2 separate regions of the Gossypium arboreum genome follow, and region 1 is linked to region 2. Evidence: chromatin contacts called from public Hi-C data. All regions are on one chromosome and are shown on one strand. The core of a region is the stretch at or near the end of the contact, and the rest is flanking DNA. Distances in the headings are between cores, read along the strand shown. Region 1 holds the start of LOC108467770 (transmembrane ascorbate ferrireductase 1). Region 2 holds the start of LOC108469331 (transcription factor LAF1-like).

Region 1 (2,700 bases), core at 72-2,571, 180 kb before region 2:
TAAATTAATATAAAATATAAACAAGATAAAAGTTATTAAATCTATAAACAATCTAAAATTCAAGAAATATATAAAAATTTTATAGAATTATAAAATTATATTTACCAAATAAATATATCCACTTTATTTCTTCTTCAAAGTAAAAAAAAAGGAAATTACTTTTTAAGATATGAGACTTTAAACCTATCCTAAAGAAAATCATAGCAATAGTTGTTAAAAAAAAAAAACTTTCTAGAATAAGTAAAAATACATAAAATTTTAAAATTTGCCTTTATTGTTGTGGTAAGTGCCGTCTAGAGCTTATTTCAGCATGGAAGCATTTTCTAGCTTTTGGGAACTCTCTACAGCTTCTGAGTGGGGAGCAGATATTGGTTTATTTATTTTAATCCTCCTTTTTCTCGGGGCAAGAAAATTCAATAAACAAATGTTTTTTAAACAAAGAAAAGGGTTAGGAATGTGAGATCATATTTGAAGGAAGTGGAAGAAATGGGCTTTATCCAGTAATATTGTAACTGAGAAAGGTTGACAAAATCCTCCAGTGACCTAAATCTGTTATTGCCATTTAAACTTCTCTGATTGGTTTGGTATTGCAATTTGCTTCATTTTGGTGATATCATGCATGACTTCACCTCTCAATGGGACTACTCCTTTTGTTTGTTTGTTTGCTTCTCAATATGAACTAAATTTAAAGTAAAAAGAAATTAAATAGATAAATGTATTAGATTAATAATAAAAGAATGCAACTCAAATTATTTAATATTATTTTCTTTTGTATCACGTCAAAAAAGTTTTCATATTAGTGAATACAATCTATATTGTAATTTTTTTAATTAAATTAATATCGAATTGATTTGTAACAGACATTAATTTAATTATACACTTAAATAATACTATATATAGAAATATAGAACACAAAGTGAGTAAAAAATATTCCAATATTTTAATTCAATAAAAGTCTAAGATATTTTATATTTTGAGTTCACAGTTTAAAGTTATTTTATTATTATTATTATTATTAATTTTTATATAAAGGCATGAAAATATAGGAATTCCTCGTAATGGTATATATTAATAGTTTAAAATAAAATTTTTAAATAGAAAATACAAATTTAATTAATAATAATAAGTGGGATAGATGTTGGGGATTTGGATAATTTTTTGTTTTTTTTCAAATGGATAATCCCTTATTTGTACCATATTAAAAAAGGACAAAAGTAGGTTGGTATCCTATGGAGACTGAAATGAAGCACGTGGCGCGACGGCATCCGCGGGGAGAGAGACTAAACTGTAACAAAAATGTAGAATTCAAAAATCTTGATATCCACGTCGCATAAATCAGGATGCAACAAAGATCTCCATCCAACGGTTCAAAAATCTCGGAACAATTATGATAAGAAAGTCTTTACTTCTTCTGCTCTGCAGTATTTTGCTGGAAAGAATAGAGCGAACATGGCGATAGGAGTTAAGGCCTTGCACTTGTCCTTTGTGCCTCATGCCCTCGCGATTGCCGGCGCTGTTATGGTATTGGTTTGGTGCATTCACTTCAGGGGTGGATTAGCTTGGGAATCTTCTAACAAAAATCTCATCTTTAATGTAAGTGTTTTCCTTTCTGCTCTTGGGATTCCTCAAAATCTTGTTTCCTTTTCATGGCTTCAACTGCAACTTTGTTTGGTTTCTGTTTCTCCCCTCCGATTATTATCACATAACAGTTCCTTTTGGTTGAAATTGGATGGTGTTAAAATCTTCCATCACCAAATTATTCGTATAATCTTAAACTCAGGCACTAAACTAATGATGAAGAAGACTTCTTTTGGGGGTTCCGCTGTTGTTTGATTCCTTGAATTTTATTACAATTTCATGTTCGATTATCCCTTTTTTCCCCCTTGCTATAGTTTTGGGTTTGGGTGCCCCTTAATTATTAGAATTTGATGGTGGCTGGTCAACCTTCATATGGTGGCGGTAGTTAGCCATGTACCATGGAATATAGTAACCTACCTACTTACCCTTCATTATAATATATTATATGGTCAAGCATCTACATTGTTTTCTCCCATCCTTGTTAGTATTTTTATCCCCTGTTCCTTCTGCCATTTTCCGTATCAAAAACTTGTCTAACATGGTTAAGGTTTCTAGGAGGAAGGAGAATGAGGGACTTGAACCTATTCATGCTAACTGAATTATTTTATAGAGTATTTGTTTCTGATATCGGTGATCAATAAAATATTCAAATATGAAACATAGGAAGCATACTTGTACCTAACAATATACATATTTCTTACTATATGTTGGAGATGGTGTCCATTAACTTTCTTTGGATTTAACTAACTAATTGAACCCCAAATTTCGTTGTCACAACTAGTTATCCATTTTCTTGACTGATCGAAGCAATCACTCTCATTTGTAGTGTCCAAGAAAGAAAAACAAATTGTATATTAATGGAATAATTGTGGTTTTAAATCATAATTACTGCATTCCAAAGTTTTATCTCATTCTTTTTGTCTGGATTAATAATGTCTCTTTCATGCTGAATGCTGCATGAAGTTTGACATCTAATTCTAAATTGCTAAATTGCTTACTGCCATTTACAATTTTACTGCAGCTCCATCCTGTATTGATGTTGATTGGCTTCATTATCTTAGGAGGTGAAGGTAAATCAAATCCAACATTCCTTGATACAAACAAACAGCTTGCTTTCTAGTT
Region 2 (2,700 bases), core at 58-2,557:
ATAAAGTCGTTCCCTGAAATCTGGAATTCAAACTTGAACAATTGGTTTACTGATGCATCGTTTAGCAGATCCTGAAGATCAGTGCCAAATCCTCCCTCATTGAATACAAAACCATTCATGAAAGGATCCTCGAAGCTGGAAGCTGAAGCTTGATTATATCCATCAGAGTAAGCTGCTGGCTTACTTCCACCTTCTTTATCAAGCGATAGCCACTCTGCGAATAAAAGCTTCGGCAGTGGGCTTCGTTGGGGCAAGTCAAAATGCATTGGAACAGCTTGATCAGTAACAAAGCTTGCCGATTGGTCCGTAAGGTTTTGAGGCAGCACACTAGATTCTGAGGTTGAAGATGTGTGTTGAGCTTCCAAATTTTCAACTTTTGCGATCCTTTTCTTCAGATAAGAATGCCAGTAGTTCTTAATCTCATTATCTGTTCTTCCAGGCAAACTTTGTGCAATTCGGGACCATCTATTCAATAAAAAGATCAGACATCTTCATTAGTTCCTTGTAAAACTGAGGATATATATATATAATAATTCTTCACAATTAATGACAAGTGTACGTACTTGTTGCCTAACAAATGATGAAGGGAGAGGATAACGTCGTCCTCTTGGGGAGTAAACATCCCTCGTTTTAATCCAGGCCTCAAGTAATTAATCCACCTTAGTCTGCAGCTCTTCCCATTCCTCTGCAATCCTGGATATCCATGCATCTATCATATTAATTCATACCCTATTTTCGTCATTTCACTCATCATCACTCTCTCTCACTTCCACTTTACAGGGACAGTGTACGATGAAAGAAACAGTCGCTGTCTTTAACTAAAGAAATTTCTTGAATATTTTGGACTGACACTGACAGCCAAACCAAAGTAGAAAAAGATTAATCCCATGACCATGACACATAAAATAAATAAGTGTACCATCTTAGGTTCAGATTCATTTGCTAAGGAATGCTTCTAACAAGTCAAATTAATAGTGGTGGTGATAAGCATGAGCTGCACAAATATTGCAGGGAAGTTAATACGAATACAAGAAAACAGACCTGCATTGATGGGAACAGAGCTCCAGCAAAGATGGCCATGTTTGAGGACATAGTTTTTGAGCTTTAGGTCTTCTTCAGGTGACCATAACCCCTTCCTATGCTTAGCTTTTGGCTTATCAGATGGCTTGCAACCCATTTCTTGAATTATTACAAAGAAGAGAGAAAGGCAGGGAAGAAGGTTAAGGGCAGTCGGTATGGGAAGCTGCAAAAGCAATAAATACCATCTTATTTGACTTTCTCATACCTAACCTACAACTACAAGGTCTTTAATTAAGGAAAATAAATAAATAGAAGCTATGTATGTATTGTTTGGACCACTTTAAGTCTGAGCTGGTAAAACTAGCTACAAATGCATATGTGTTTTTCTATTACTTCAATAATCTCTACTGATAAATGTAAAACCAAATTTGAATAATTCATTTTGTCCTTAATTAAAATGATTAATTTAATCTTTATATATTACTATGTCAAACTGGAATTATTTTTATTTGTATAAAATAAGTAAAGAAAAATTATCATAATTCATAAATGGAATTATTTCCAAAAAATCTGGTTGTCCTGTGGGATATATTTATAATAATAATTTAAAGGGCAACACCAAATTATAGATTTTCGATTACAAAATTATCATTTAATTATTCAATTTAAAATTACTAATGTAAAAATGAAAACACCTAAAAGTTTTAATATAGTTGGGTGACAAAAAGATAAAATTAAATAGTTAAGTGTCCATTTTATAACTTTTCATATTTTAATAACCAATAAAAATTTACTAATAATTAAATCATCATTTTGTAACCTTCCATAATTGGGTGATTATTACTATAGTGTAACATAATTCAAAACAAAATATTGTTTTCCTTATGAATTCTAGACCTGCCCATGGGCCAGGACACCTGATCCGAAGGCCCGCCCGAAAAATGGGAGGGTTTGGGCAAAAATATAGGCTCGAAAAATGGGCATGGACAAAAAAATAAGACTTGTTTTAAAAACGGGTCAGGTCACGGGTAAGACATTTTTTGCCCGAGCCCAGCCCGGCCCGAATTCACTAAATGAAAAAAAAAGCTGTTTTTTTTTATTTTAATGATATTTTCTTATTGTTTTCTCCTTATTTTGCTATCATTTCACTATTATGTTGCTACATTTTGTTGTTATTATTTAGATATTGTATAACACTTGTTTTATTGTTAATTTTATTATTATTTTAGAGACATTTTCTTGTTAAGTTAAGTCTATCTTAGTATTATTTAAGTATACATATTTTTAAAATTTATTTTCAATTTTTAATATTTTAATATTTTTAGTATTTTGATGTATTATATATATTTTAAAAATTATGTAAAACTAATATAATATAAAAAATTAATATGGACAGTCGAGTCGGCCTGGATTTTAGCATTTTTATTCGGGTTGGGTTTGGACAAATTTTAGGCCTATTTTTTGGGTTAGACCGAACCCAGACCTAACAAACTGGCATAATTTTTTGCTTGGACCCATCCCGAACCCGACCCGGCCCATGATCACCTCTAATGAATTCATACCAAACACCCTAGGTTTAATAAAAAAAATCTTTCGAAAATATCTGATTATACTCTAAGTTCCGATGAAAAATTTAATAATATCTTTTTATATTAAAATTTAATAATAATAATATTAAAT

What was found. Hi-C and Micro-C count contacts between places; a contact is called where the count stands out from the background.
Region 1: a contact with region 2 is called in a Hi-C map of leaf, with 4 times the contacts expected there. The contact joins the promoter of LOC108467770 here to the promoter of LOC108469331 in region 2. A contact is called at or near these places in 2 of 5 Hi-C or Micro-C datasets (both in leaf).

Annotation. Positions count from the first base shown.
Region 1 is chr8:72,159,715-72,162,414 of ASM2569848v2, reverse strand. It overlaps LOC108467770 (transmembrane ascorbate ferrireductase 1), which reads left to right and starts at 1,321. Exons shown (of 4, transcript XM_017768530.2): 1 at 1,321-1,593; 2 at 2,600-2,648. The coding sequence starts at 1,450.
Region 2 is chr8:71,977,562-71,980,261 of ASM2569848v2, reverse strand. LOC108469331 (transcription factor LAF1-like) reads right to left here and starts at 1,307. Exons shown (of 3, transcript XM_017770220.2): 1 at 1,042-1,307; 2 at 564-693; 3 at 1-465. The coding sequence starts at 1,177.